2 separate regions of the Mus musculus genome follow, and region 2 is linked to region 1. Evidence: chromatin contacts called from public HiChIP or PLAC-seq data. All regions are on one chromosome and are shown on one strand. The core of a region is the stretch at or near the end of the contact, and the rest is flanking DNA. Distances in the headings are between cores, read along the strand shown. Region 1 has its middle 20 kb from the start of Plpbp. Region 2 overlaps Rab11fip1 (RAB11 family interacting protein 1 (class I)).

Region 1 (7,537 bases), core at 2,137-4,636:
CTCGACTGAGCTGCCAATTTCCAAAATAAAATCAACGTGTGACCTTATTCAGCAGATGTACCAAAGAAACAGGCACAGAGCGGGCCCGATTTTTGAAGCCAAAAAGGGAAGATGAGAAAAGAGAGCGAGAGAGGGGAGGGGAAAGAAACTTGGCTGGACATGAAAGGTGTCTTGTCCGTCTGTTCCCCATTAGGCGCGATTCTCTCGCAATCTGCAGCCTCAACATAATTCTCTTGACCAGAAACTCTCCCGAGAGAGATAGTGTCGGAGGGAAAACAAACAAACAAACAAACAAACAGCAGCGGCGCACATCTTCTGCCGGCAAAGTCACATAAAAACCTATTTGGAGCCGGGCGGTGGTGCACGCCTTTAATCCCAGCATTTGGGAGGCAGAGGCAGGTGAATTTCTGAGTTCGAGGCCAGCCTGGGCTACAAGATGAATTCCAGGACAGCCAGGGTTACACAGAGAAACCCTGTCTCAAAAAACAAAAAACAAAAAAACAAAAACAAACAAAAAACCTATTTGGGAGATGAGAGAGGTCTGCATATCAAGGGAGGGCACTCTCCACAGCTGGCTAACACACGTATCTGCCCAGAGACTGGGCAGGGCAGGAAGAAGGGCCTAGAAAGAGCTAAGGAGCAAAGGCAAGGCTGCCCCCAGGAAGCAAATCACCATGTCTTTTTACCCTGCTGTCTGCTCTGATGCCTTCTCTGGGCCTGGACTCAACAGTTAAATTCCCATGAGAGCTGAGACTGTAGCTCGGTGACAGAGTACATTACCTGGCAGGCACAGGCCTCTAGGGCCCCCACCTGTGATAACTCCACTTTCCCTTTTCCAACAGTACCAGGAGCCAAAGGGCAAGAACTCAGCTCTCCCTGGAAACCACTGCCAGTTCCCCAGACAGCTAAGGCCTCTTCTCCCCCAAGCCCCTTTGTCTTGCCTTTTAGCTAAACAGCGTAGCATTAGGGAAAGCAGAGCCCATCCCACCCATAGGAGCCCAGGGGGAAGGTTCTTGGCCAGGGGGAGGTGATACAGGGCAGGGCAGCTCAGGGCAGGGCTAGGCTGGGCCACCTTCTGTGCTCGAGTTTCTAGGGCAGGCATCCTGTTATAGGAGAGGCCCCTTTTAAAGGAAGAAAAACTAATCAGTAGAAAGAAGCAAGGCTCTCCCCCTGCCTTTAGGACTTGTTTATTACTAGGATATCTGATTTCAGCAAAGGAAGCCAGCTCCGCTCCGAAGCAAGGTTTTTATTGGCCATGAGCAAGAGGAATTCAGGGTTTGCTTTTGATTTGGCTTCTCCTGAACTCAAAGCACTGAAGGGTGCTGCTTTTGATGGGATAGCTTGGTTGGGGGGGGGGGGGGGGGGGAGTAGCCACTCACTGTTGCAAATAACAGCAACAGAAGTTCCCTTTGGGAGAGGAGGGTAAAGCGGGAGGGTCCGAAGGGACGTTGGCCTCAACACATCTCAGAGACAATAGCTCAATAGCTTGCAAGGCCTGCCACTGGAGCACCGTGAAGCCCTGCCCCTCTTCCCCGTTGAGTGGGGAATGCAGGAGGCACGGCTGCTTTGGATGAACTCAGTGTTCCTCCAGACTACCCAACATCGAGGCCTCTGCATCAGGCCTCCGCTTGATGGTTTCAATGTGTCGGGAAGATAAAGCCAGAGATTGGAGTCAGCCTCTGCCAACTGCACCCCCAGCCCCCCAACTAGAATCGGCTAGGTTCAAGGGAGGGAGGTTCCTGCTGGGCCACAGAGTATCGAGAAGTGCTGCTGCTGTGCAGGTCTGCAGCGCCAGACTGTTAGCTGCATCTCCTCCCAGTCCTGTGCCACCATCTTGCTTCCTAAGACATCATAGGAAACACTGCCCACATGGAAGAAACTGAAAAGTGCCTCACCACTTTGGGGTCCTTGGATAAACCCAGCACCCTCTTCCTCCTTTCCCTAACCCTTCCTCCTTTTTTTCTCCTCCTCTTCCTCCTCCTCCTTTTCTTCCTTCTCCTTCCTCTTTTTTTCATCTCTCCTGCTCTCTCCATCTGCTTCTCTCTCCCGTTCCCATGACTTTCCCCTCTCCACAGCTCACTAGAGACAGCCGCACTCTGAGAGGCCATAGCACACACAAGGCTCTGGTATTGCTTCACTGCTCTGATCAGCACCTTTGAATGAGGCAGGAAACGGCCAGCACCATGGGACTGCTACTATGGGCTGGGCATACTGGGATGTGGGCCTCAGATTGGGATTCGGGTGGGGGCAACCCTTTGTCATAGGGGATGACTCTGCCTGCATCTGACTTCCTTCCTGTTCTAAGTCTGTGAGGTCTGGAAATGGCTGGTCTATGGAGACAGCCATTCTTTCCTGCTTGGTGTCCTTCCAGGATTGCTGTGTGCCTCCTTATGTCCAGCCATAGGCAGTCTCATTGTGGAGACAAAGTATGTATTCTGTGCTGGCGTTTGCTCTCTGTAGCATGCCAGCACTCACCTGTGAGGCCCGAGGCCACCTTGGCAGCCAGTGGGCCATTTAGCCCTGTAAGTTGAGGCCCGGAGCCTGGGGCAGGGGGTGGGGAAAAGGGGAACAGGGTTCTCACTGTGCTCACTTTAAGGAGCCCAGCCATCAAAAGGACTTTGTCCAGTAAGTTAGAGAACATACTCCAAGAGGAGCTACAGGAATAGAAAAGACAGCCTTGCCAAGTGGGACACGCATGCGCAGTCCATGCTCAGAAACACACAACCATACCATCATGCACATATGCGTGCAACCACAAGCACACTATAGCACATACACACATAATAGTTTACAGCCACAGATATATGTGCATACACAGACACACACATATGTAGCCATAAATAAGCACATAGCATATATACCCACAAGTACATATGCATGAACACACACATGCACACACACATACATAAAATGCTATCAAAAATACACAGATACACATGCACGTATACATACATACACATGTGTGCACACAGCTACATACACACATGTTCAAACACAGCCCCGGACGCAAGTTGCAATGACTGCTAGAAGAAGACTGGTGTCAATATGTTTGAGTCTGAACGGCAATCAAATAACCTTAGGCCAAATTCTTACTGGCAAGTGGGGCTTAGTGTCCTTATCTCTAAGTAGAGGCTGAGGTCCCAAGCAAGGTGACATTGCTGTGAAGATGACATGTGACCAGCTCCTTGCACATATTGGAAGGTAAGACAGTGCCCAACCTACTGCCTCGGTGGCGGCAGCTTTGTCCTGCCTGCCGGGGTCTGCGTAGAGAACTAGAAGGCAAACATGAATGGGAAGATAAGATAAAGAACCCTGGGGATACGGCTGCCTGCCTGCTCGCCTGCCTGCATCGGTGAAACCTGACACTGTAAGGCAGAATGAGAAAGCAACTAAAGCCCCACATTCTGCACAGTCTCCCAGGGTGGGTCACTCATGGATGACCACTGACATAACCAGCTAGGGCAGGGGGGCAGCTGGGGGATGAAAAGTCTCTGAGTCCGCTTAGCTGCTGTCCAAATATGGGCATCCAAGCCTTCCCTTCGGTCCTTCCAGCTTAAAGCAGAAAGACCTAACTCCTGGGACACGGGGCTGGCAGGGTGGCTCAGTGGCAGGGCACTCGTTCGGCATAAAGCATTTGTCCGTGCTCAGCACTGCAAAACAAACTCAACAAAAAGCCTCACCAACCGGGACATATAAACAGCAAAATCACCCTGGCACGAAACACGTTATGGGATTCTAGGCTCCAGCAAACACTAAAACCCTCCCTTTCATGGCTGGGAAGAGAAGTGTCATAGATTCCACACGGACACGAATCTTCACACCAAATTGAAAATCCAAACTCCCAGGCTGCCAACCAACTCGGACTGTGTATTAATGGAGGTGTTTGTCTGAGTCCCATGCATGAGAATTTTCTGGGCTCTTGACTGGGTCATGGTGTTGACAAACAGCTGTAGTGGCTCAGGGGAAACTGGTCTGCACATGATGGAGGGACCTCCAGCTTTGAGAGAGGTGTAGCCTGGTGGGGTGCTGAGACTTGAAAGCTGGATTAGAAAACACACCACCACCACCACCACCACCAGTGTCCTGGCTAGTTTTATGTGAACTTGATGCAAGCTTAAGTCACCTGAGAGGAGGGAACCTAAATTGAGAAAATGCTTCCTTAAGATGGAGCTATAAGCAAACCTGTAGGGCATTTTCTGAATTAGTGGTTGATATGGGAGGATCCATCCCATTTCGGGTAGTGCCACCCCTGGACTGGTGGTCCTGTGTTCCATAAGAAAGGTTAATGGTCTACAGAGTGAGCTCCTGGACAGTCAAGGCTACAAAGAGAAACCCTATTTCAGAAAGAAAGAAGGAAAGAAAGAAAAAAAGAAAGAAAGAATAAGAAAGAGAGAAAAGAGAGAGAGGAGAGAGAGACAGAGAGTCAGAGAGAGAGAAAAGAGAGAGAGAGAGGAGGGAGGGAGGGAGGAAGAAAGAAAGAAAAGGAAGAACAAAAAGAAAGAGAAAGAAAATGAGAAAGAGGGCCGGAGAGATGGCTCAGCAGTTAAGAACACTGACTGTTCTTCTGAAGGTCCTGAGTTCAAATCTCAGCAACCACATGGTAGCTCACAACCACCCGTAATGAGATCTGACGCCCTCTTCTGGTGTGTCTGAAAACAGCTACAGTGTACTTTCATATAATAAATAAATAAATCTTTTTAAAAAAAGAAAATGAGAGAGAGAAAAAATAACAAAGAAAGAAAATAAGAGAGAGAGAAAAGAGAGAGAGGAGAGAGAGACAGAGAGAGAAGGCTGAGCAAGCCACGAGGAACAAGCAGGTAAGCCGCTCCTCTCCATGACCTCTGCATCAGCCCTGCCTCCAGGTTTCCTGCCCTGTTTGAGTTCCTGTCCTGACTTCCTTCAGTGATGAACCATGAGGTGGAAATGTAAGCCAAATAAAACCCTTTCCTCTCCAACTTGCTTTTGAGTCATGGTGTTTCATCACAGCAATAGAAAAGAGCCGGGCGTGGTGGCACAGGCCTTCAATCCCAGCACTCTGGAGGCAGAGGCAGGTGGATTTCTGAGTTCGAGGCCAGCCTGGTCTACAGAGTGAGTTCCAGGACAGCCAGGGCTATACAGAGAAACCCTGTCTCGAAAAACCAAAGAAAGAAAAAAGAAAAAAAGAAAAGAAAAGAAGCTAAAACTGGTATCTGGATCTCCAGGGCACCAACCCTCGTCCCTTTAGTGTCTATTTCAACAAAGAGCAGAGAAGGAAAGGCAGGAGCAGTTCAAAATGTCGGGAGCAGAATGGAGCAGGACCTTTGCCTTCAACTCTTAAGTTCTTCTACACTAGTTCCAGTCATATCTGGTGCTGGTAACCGGAAGCAGGTTTAGCACCAGCCAGGCTTTTCAGATTCGCATCAACCTCGACTTGAGGTACACATCACAAATACATATCTACTCCTCACTCGTCCCAGCCAACATGGGCCCCCATCCCAGGACACCCCCAGACACTGTGAGCTTGTTATGTTTTCCCCCCAACCTCCCCGTCTTGAGATAAAGCCTACAGCTTTCTCCTCTGTTGTGTGACTTTTCCTAGCAGGACTGAACAAATCTCCAATTACCCCAGATAGGATGTCAACAGTTCATTACAAGTCTAACTTGATGAACCAATGAGTTTACTGGGGAAGGGTGGGCACCCGTATCACCCTAAAAAACCCTACCCCAGCATGAGTGACAACTCATGAAAACTGTAAACCCAGAGTTCCTTGACCAGACTGACAGGCAGCTCAACCAATCTTTTGCAGTGTGCCAGTCAGTTCTTGTCAATCTAACACAGGTTGGAGTTAGCTGAAAAGAGGGACCAGCTGAGAAAAGACCTTGTACGATTGACAAGCCTGTGGGGTATTTTCTTAATTGGCAATTGGTATGTGATGGCTCAGTCCATTGAAGGGGTTGGGGGGTGCCACTCCTGGGCAGTTGGTCCCAGGTAGAATCAGAAAGCAGGCTGAAAAAGTCATGGGGACCCCACTTTCCCATAGTCTCTGCATCAGTTTCTGCCTGCAGGTTCTTGACTTCCTCACTGATGGACAGTTACCTGGAAGTGTAAGAGGAAATAAACCCTTTCTTCCCCAGGTTTTATCACAGCAATTGGAGTCCTAACCAGCAATTATTCACTACTTAGATGCTCTCAAGGAATGGCTTTGTGAGTCTCCGACTTTTCTCAGCTTCCGGAGCCTTGCATATCTTGGGAACTTTCTGGGTCGAAGTCTTCTTTCTCCCTCAAGAAGGGGATATTTCAACCTCTCCCAGGAAGTAGTTGCACAGTCTACAAAACTGCCCTTTTTAAAAGTCATTATACTTGGGGGCTGGAGAGATGGCTCACTGCTTAAGAGCACTGATTGCTCTTCCAGAGGCTTGGGTTCAAATCCCAGCAACCACATGGCAGTTCGCAACTGCCTGTAACTCCAGTTCCAGGGGATCAACCCCCTCACACAGACATACATACAGGGAAAAGACCAATGCACATAAAATAAAAATAAATTTTTTAAAAAAATCATTATACATTATAAAGTAGTTAGCCTAGAAATCATGATCTCGAGTGTTTTTTAAGATTATCCTTTCCGTTGTACCTTTAATGAAACACAGTATCTTTTAGTGATTCTTTGAGAATTTTGAACATCTATACCACCCTCCAACTCCTCTCATAACTACCCTTCTCCACTCTCCCATGCCTTCTGAATGAAAATGAGGACATGACCACGCCTGGGTATGGTTGAAGAGAGGGTTTTGTTGTAAATATGAGGGAGAGAACAGTCAGAACCTTCTGGAAGAGTCCAGACTGAACCTGGCCATGGGGTCGGGGCAGGAAAGGAAGAGATAGAGAGAGGGGAGAAGGGACCATCATGACCAAGAGAGTGCATTGGGAACCAAGAGAACCAGGAGTGACCCAGGAGACCAAGAGCACACTTAGCCAGAATGTTATCTAGGAATCCAAAGCTGAGGGAAGAGACAGCCAAGCCCTGGGGTGGAGATGTTTAGGGGAGGGAGGGAGGGAGGGAGGGAGGGAGGGAGGGAGGGAGGGAGGGAGAGAGGGAGGGGAGGAGGGAGGGAGGGAAGGAGGGAGGGAGGGAGGGAGAGAGGGAGGACTTGCTGGGAGGAGCCAAGGTGCTCTGTGAGACTTGTCCCAGGTTTCTTTGGGACCTGGCACTTTCCCACCTAATTTGAGTCTTCTTTGAGTATCTCCAGTCCAGTTTGTGTCGGCCGGCTGATCTTGGAAGTGGGTCTGCCCTGGATGGAAATGACCTACCAGAGCCATATCATTAAGGAAAATTGACTCTCCCTCTCCCATCAGTTATCAAATGTCAATGGCTCCTCAGCTAGTATGGGATTTCCTGCCGACTGCACCCCCTCTACGTTGGTATTTGATCTGGCTTCAGCCTTTGTAGGTAGGCGTTGTGCACACTGTCACAATTGATTAGAAGTTCCTATTTGCAACCGTGCTTTTGTGTTCAGAAAACACTTTTTCTTTGATGGTATCTCCCATCTATGGCTCTAA
Region 2 (7,537 bases), core at 2,342-4,841, 98 kb after region 1:
TGCTCTCACCTCTTACACTCTAACCTCTTACACAAATGCGCTTCTAAAATATTATTTATTTAGTATTACTTAGACAAGTACACTGTAGCTGTCTTCAGACACGCCAGAAGAGGGCATCAGATCCCATGACTGATGGTTGTGAGCCACCATGTGGTTGCTGGGAATTGAACTCAGGACCTCTGGAAGAGCAATCCATGCTCTTAACCACTGAGCCATCTCTCCAGCCCCACAAAGCACTTCTACTCTGTCTCAATGGAGGGGAGAGTAGAGAACTTCGCTTTTACTTATCGGTTCATTTTTGTAGACCAAGGGATCGAACGAATGAAGCCGGCATGCAGAACAGGCTACAGAACACTTGGCCCTGGCCCTGAACGCTTATCTCTAAGAAGTCGTTCTGCCCATACGCTAGACTATACGTAGTCTGGTGTACTTAGCACATTCATCTTACTAGGGGTTAGACCTGGGGCCTTGAGCACACTATACAAGTACTGTACCATTGAGTTCCACCCTCAACCCTTATAATTAGCTAGAATAATAACCCAATAATGAGTTAGTTCTAAAAATCAAGAGCTTGGCACAGTGATGCAGGCCTGGAGTCCCAGCTATTGGGATAGTTGGTGGGCAAGGTAGGAGCTTGAGGTCAGCCTAGAAAATACAAGACTCTACCTCAGGTGTGGTGGCACATGCCTTTAATCCAAGCACCTGTGAGGCAGAGAAAGGCATGTCTCTGTGAGTCTGAGGCTAGCCTGGTTTGTTTATCTAGTTCTGGGCCAGCTAGGGCTACATAATGAGACCCTACCTCAACAAACAAACAAACCCCCAAAGACAAGAATTAACAGAGACCCACAACCGGACAACATACAGACAGCGAGAGATCTTGGACCACTAGTCCTAAGTGGGAGGTCTCCATCAAACCTCTCCCCTTGGCTCAGGAACTCTGTTATGAAAGCCAGAGGGAATGGAGAATATTAAGAAGGCCTTCGAGATAACAGGCTGGACACACATATGGTCCCACAGAGATGGAGGCTGGTATGTTAGAATAGCTGCTCTCGTCTGAACACAGCACCCCAGGCCAAAACAGTTCCATGTGTAAGAGGTTTATTGGGAGAAAGAAAGAGAGAGAGGCAAGGAGGGTGGTGGCAGAAAGAAAAGGGGGGAAGGGTTGGGGAGGGCCATTCCCCTGAATGTATGGATAATGACACAACACAGGTAAAGGTGGGAAGTGAGCCAAGTGGATTCTGGGAATATGGTGGTCGTTGTCTTGGCAACAGGTCTGTAGGTCCTGCCTATGTGATGTCACAGGTTTTAGAGGTCCTGATGCCAACTATGGCAGCATGCACAGGGCACCACAGGTTCAAGTCAGGTGGTCCCAGTGCTGAGAGGGGAAGTGCACACAAGCCCCCACCCTAACCCAAAAGCTATCTCCAACTGACAACAGCTTGCAAAGGAAACATTAGTTTCTCCAAGGGAGTCTCCCTAGATATACAAACCACACTGACGCACAGGCCCCGTGCCCAGCAGTATTAGCCAACACGAATGATCTCAGTAGTATTTCTGTCGACCTTTTGTCTCAGGTTGTTGTTTGTCTGTTTTGCTTTGTTTTTTTTTTTTTTTTAAACCTTACTGATCTTTTGCTTGTATATTATGGTTTCTGATTTCTGTGTTTTTGTAGGTTTTGCTTTTTGTGGGCATGTCTCTGTGTTTTCTTTTCTTTGTTAAAAATTCTGGTATGTTTAGCCAGGCAGTGGTGGCACATGCCTTTAATGCCAGAACTTGGGATTAAGGCCAGCCTGGTCTACACTGAGTTCCAGGACAGCTAGGGCTATACATAGAAACCCTGTCTTGGGGGGGGGGGGATAGTTCCAATGTCATATTTTCTTTCAATAGGGTCGTTATTATATAATTTTTATTATATTTTCTATTATATACTTTCACATTATGTAATTATATGATTGTACTTTATTTTTTTTTTTTTACTTTTTTTTTTTATTTATTTATTATATGTAAGTACACTGTAGCTGTCTTCAGACACTCCAGAAGAGGGAGTCAGATCTCGTTAGGGATGGTTGTGAGCCACCATGTGGTTGCTGGGATTTGAACTCTGGACCTTCGAAAGAGCAGTCGGGTGCTCTTACCCACTGAGCCATCTCACCAGCCCATGATTGTACTTTATAACCGTTTGAAGTAATGAAAGCCTGACCGGAAAGTATTCACTTCTAACTTAGCTATCATAAAACAATATTGCAAACATCATTTAAACATTTTACATGGCCCTCTGCAAAACTACTTCAAAACTACTTCAAACGCCAGGGTACCAGACATATCCTGACTGCAAACTTCAGGAAGGGGGATTCTCCTTGGCATTCATTTTCCTTCTGGAAACCTGATCTCTAGTGAACTAGGAGCCTAATTCACTGCAGGCCATTGAGGAACAACAACTCCCAATACCTGGCCTCCAGAGAGCCACCCACAGGCCACCTCACAAATGGAGAACTTACTGGGTTTTTTTGTTTTGTTTTGTTTTGTTTTCTTCAGTGACCTACTTAAAAGCTTAGAGCCTGGACTTTAAGGAAATGATGGTTTTGTCCAAATGAGCACAACTTCCTCTCTCACCTTTGACTGTAGCTCAGCAAAGGCCAATCCCTCCCCCACCCTCTCTACCCTCCAACCCCCAGCTATTTGACTCAGTCTGCACACAGGAAAGTAGAACCCTAACCCTCAAGCAGCACTCCCAGCATGCCCTGCACCTCCCACACTTGCACCTCACAGGATGGCATGGCCGGGGAAGTGCATTCACTTTACAGGGGAGGGAAACAAAGCTTAGAAAATGCCACCAGCACTGCTGCAGACCTGGCAAGGATTCTCCATTCTCTGAGTCCCTCTCCATTCTCTGAGTCCCTCTCCATTCTCCTTGACCAGAAGGCTTGCTTTAAGCTTATTCTCCTGATTCACTTTCAAATTCTTTCTGGGCAGAGTTTGAGCCGCTTTCCCCTCCACTTTGTGTGGGTATGTGTGCGTACAGGAGTGCGTGCGTGGGTGGTGGTGGGGTGCTAGGGACGAACTGCAAGGCTTCATGGGTGGTAGACAAGTGCTCTAATACAGAGCGGAAAGCCCAGCCCAGACTCTTTCAATTTAAACATCCCACAATAAAAGGAGAGAGGGAAATGCCAGCATAGCTCGCCACCATAGCTTGCCACCAGCCATAATCTGTAAGATGACCAATGGAGATCCAGCACAGAGAACTGCCAGGAAAAAACATGAAATGCATCAAGAGATGCAGCCAGGACCAACAAAGTCACGCGAGATGCCGGCCTCTGATCGGCAAAGAGAGATCTTTCATGGTTTGTGAGACACAGCTGGGAAGGAGGGGTGGGAGAGGAACAGCCACTGCAGGAAGATGCAGGTCTTTTATCAGCTCTTCCCGGCAGCCTCTATCTTTCCAGGGCCTGGAGGGGCCTGGAATACTTTGCATATTTGTCAAGAGGTTGAGAGGATTATTTGTGTTTTTCTTCCCTGATAGTCACAGTTGCCTTGGTGATGAAAGGTGTTTGGGCTTTTGTAATGTCACTTGTAGAAACCTGAAAAGGAGAAGCTCAGATGACCACAGCAGGGGCTACAGGCGGCAGGGCCAGTCAGGAAGAAGGGTACTGGGGCGGGTGCTTCTCCACCAGGCTTTCTGTCAGTCAGTCAGGCATGCAAACACATTCAAGACCTTCAGAAAATGCCACCCGACTCTTCCTGGGACCGGGCTCGCCTTTCTCTAAAGGTTTCCTGGGGCAAAGTGCTTATCTTAAGCAAACTTAGAGCCCGCTCCGCTCAGAACGCTTCCCACCGATTGTGCTGCCCCGCTGCTCGTGCACTGGAGCTGGACTGGCTTTGGAAACCTGCAGCACCACATGTCGGCAAAAACCTCGCCAACTGTTCTTGCTGCTCGTTTTCCTAAGCAGACCCGAATTCTGCCAGGAGGGGTCTTTCAGGGGGTGTGAATAAGAAGACCTGCAATCAGAGGTAGAGAGCTCCCTGGCAAATGCCACCTAGAGTATTCTGAATGCAGTTTCTCTACCTCCTCCTCTAGTCCTCCCCCACGCCCCTAGATCTACTCCTCCTGTTTCTCTTAAAGGGGGAAAAAAAAAAAAGCAGGCCTCCCAGGGATATCAACTGAACAGGGCATATCAAGTTGCAATAAGACGAGGCACATGCCCTCACATCCAGGCTAGACGAGGCAACCCGGTAGGAGGACAAAGATCTCAAGCGCAGGCAAGAGTCAGAGACAGCCCCACTTACAAGAACAGCAAGCTCCACGTCATAACACACATGCAGAGGGCTTAGCTCAGACCCACACTGGGTCTGTGACTGTCACAGTCTCTGTGAGCCCCCGTGGAGCCCTACCTAGTTGATCTTGTGGGCTATGTTCTCATAGTCAGACAAGATATTCTAAAGAGACACCTGTGTCCCAAATATTAAAATGTCCTCAGGAGCCGGGCGGGCAGCGGCGGCGGTGGTGGCGCACGCCTTTAATCCCAGCACCTGGGAGGCAGAGGCAGGCGGATTTCTGAGTTCAAGGCCAGCCTGGTCTACAGAGTGAGTTCCAGGACAGCCAGAGCTACACAGAGAAACCCTGTCTCGAAAAAACAAAAACAAAAACAAAATGTCCTCAGGAGTCTCACACTGAGGAAAGGCCGGAGCCAGCTAGATAGAAGAGGAAACTGTCACACAGTTCTGGCAACTTACCATATCTTACAAGGTACACTGGAGCTAGGCAATGCTGTTGGATGGCGGGGTGGGGGTGGGGTCTCACGATGACAGGTTTGCTTAGTGATGCATGCCATTTGCCCTGTGCTTAAACCCACCTCAAATCAGACAGGGGGAGGGGGCGGGGAGCTGGACCTCTTCCCACGGTGGCCATGTTGAACACACCCCCTTTCCTGTTTTTCAGTATGTCTGGTCTCTTTAGAGGCAGGCACACTGGGGCTGGTGGGCGAGCCTTTGATCTGCCAGGGGCCCAGGCTTTGAGCCTGAAAACTGTTAACAAAATTCATGAGTGACTCGCCCTCTGGAATCCCAAATCGGATTATGGCTGTGGGCTTCAACATTACAATCAACTCCATTTTTTCAGTGTTGTTGGTTTTTTTTTTTTTTTCTTGAATCTGTTTTTTAATTCACTTAATTCCTGTCCCGGAGAAGCAGTTAATAAACAATCTGTCCCAGCATGACCACACAGCATAAAGTAGCAACGTATGTGTTACCTTTCACATAGGCCCAGAACAGGCCCGTTATCTTGGGATCAGGGCTGGGTTCATTTTTTCTGTCCAAAGGGCAGAGTACAGTAAGACAGCCATAATCTCATGCAGCGAGTTTATTTTTTAAGCCCATGATATGAAAAAAGTCCTCCACCTATCAGAAAACTTTAAAAAAAATCAAATGATCCCTCCTAAAAGTATATCATTTATAATATATGTTTTATAATTTGTAATTATATTTAGAAAATTAACATTTATATTTTACTATTATAATTAAAATCTAGTCCTTTGAAATTAAAAAGGTCCTCTGAGCCTGTAGAAACTGATTGGGGCGGGGGGGTCACAGAAACATTTTGGGGTTTGGTGTGTAACCTGTGTGGGTGTGTGGTGTAGGAATCAGACCTAAGGCAAGATCTCCACCCTTGGGCTATATGTCTAGCCCTTCTATAATATTTTAAAACAATAGGATATTTTAATATATGTTATATATTAATATGTAATACAGTATATTAATAATTAATAAGATTAATATATACTATTTTAAAATAATAGGATAAAATCCCAGTCACACAGTGTGGCAGAGAATAAGAAACTTGGTCCATTTACTTCTGCCATCCCTTTCCCATATTCTCCTAGCAGCAACGCCCAGTTTTGCATTCTCTCCCAATTGACAGTCTGTGTTCCTATAAGTGAAAAAATCACCTACCTACCTTGTGGCGTTTACGCAGGGGTTCTTTGGGGGGGAGGGAGACCTGGGAGGGGTGGTGAGGATTCCAAGATAATGTTAACACCTAAAAATACATAAAACATTGTTTATGTCTCCTACATATTTTCGGATGGTGCCTTAAGGCGATCAATCATCACATTTGTAACCCTAGCACTTGGGAGAGAGAAACGGGAGAGTGTGGAGACTGGCCTTGGGTACACAGTGAGATGGACCCTCTCTTCTTGTTTGGGGATGGGGAGGAGGAAGAAAGGAGGGTGGATTAGGGAGTGTGGAGGAGGACAGGATCTTTCTCCACAGATGAGGAAAAACAGATCCTCCCTCACTCACGCAGGTGGGCAAAGGGCTACGAGGAACGATCGCCTCAGAAACGTCACTCTTCAGCTGGAGCAAATGCTGTTCACATTCCACAAGGCAGCCACACTGAGAGAATCACAGTCTTGGAGATCCCATGCAAACGTATTTATACTCTTTGCACTGTAGTTAAGAGTGGTGAAGGGGGGGTGGGGGGGCATGGCTTGCCTCCTGACAGGGAGGAGCCTGAGCTCCAAACATCACAGAGCATTAGTTGCTCTCGGACAGCAGCTGCCTGTTTTCTATTTGTTTGTCTATGTATTTATTTGTGGGTGTGCATGTATGTGTGCGAGCAGCCATGCCATGGTCAGCACCCCTTGTAGGGGTTGGTTCGGAGTGACTCCTGGGTACTGAAGGGTTTGGCGGGAAGTGCCTTGACTCACGGAGCCTAGAGGCTAGTCTTGCCACTAATTTCTAACTTTAAACACTGAGACAACTGCTGGAAACTTCCTCACTGTGAAGAACGTAAAAATATTCCACATAAAAGGACACTCCCACTAAAGTACAAATTTCACCACGAAGACTCTACTAACTTAAGACCCTACGGGATACAAAGCCACCTCTCTCGTTAAACTCATAAATATAGCATCTACTTTGAGCATCAGAAGGGTCCAGAAACGGGAAGGTCAAGAAGACCACAGCTTCACCACTCTATAGATGTGCCAGTGTTCATTTCAGGGTCTCGAGGTCTAGCTTAGACTTCAGGGTCAGCACAGCTACCCACTTCTCTCTTGGGCCAAATCTCAATTACAGCCTCCAGCGGCCCATGCCAGCATCATCCCCATAGAAACCCAGCATCAGAACCTAGCCGACTATGGCTCCTCTGGGAGGAAGGCACCCTCCAGGGTGTTTGAAAGCAGAGCACAGTCTTTTCCTAGATAGGGACATTTCATGGAGCAGCTCAGGAGCTGTCTTCCCCAGCGATTATAAATAGGGCAGAATGCCACACTGTGGGCCAGGCCGCTGAGGTTTAAGAAAACTTCTGCCCTGAATAGCACAGCAACTGATCAGAGTAGCAGGGACAGACATGTTTACGTCCTCTAACACTCGGGCGCTGTGTCCTCCACAGCAGCTATGCAGTTTAGCCAGTTCTGCTGTGGAATGGGGTGGGTAGGTGGCAACCAGGGCCGAGCTTTGATTATAGAATTACCCATTGGCTAGCCTTCCACCTGAATCCTTCCTTCTGCCTACTGACAGCTGCTGGAGGAACTGGCCCATC

The links. HiChIP or PLAC-seq counts read pairs in DNA pulled down with a chosen protein or histone mark.
Region 2: a contact with region 1 is called in an H3K27ac HiChIP or PLAC-seq map of extraembryonic endoderm stem cells. The contact joins two enhancer-like sites. A contact is called at or near these places in 1 of 484 Hi-C or Micro-C datasets (the F1.1 cell line), 5 of 115 datasets of contacts at active chromatin or transcription factors (embryonic stem cells, extraembryonic endoderm stem cells, large pre-B cells and 2 more) and 2 of 9 other capture datasets (adipose tissue and liver).

What each region holds. Positions count from the first base shown.
Region 1 is chr8:27,058,710-27,066,246 of GRCm38.p6, forward strand. No RefSeq gene overlaps it. Among named protein-coding and RNA genes, the nearest start is that of Plpbp, 20 kb to the left of the region's middle. Within about 2 kb of position 3,387, at least 32 of the 459 cell types and tissues checked have an H3K27ac peak or open chromatin away from gene starts, as enhancers often do. A contact at or near this core is called in extraembryonic endoderm stem cells, where this site is marked.
Region 2 is chr8:27,156,755-27,164,291 of GRCm38.p6, forward strand. All of the region lies in intron 1 of Rab11fip1 (RAB11 family interacting protein 1 (class I)), which reads right to left. Among named protein-coding and RNA genes, the nearest start is that of Rab11fip1, 14 kb to the right of the region's middle. Within about 2 kb of position 3,592, at least 135 of the 459 cell types and tissues checked have an H3K27ac peak or open chromatin away from gene starts, as enhancers often do. A contact at or near this core is called in extraembryonic endoderm stem cells, where this site is marked.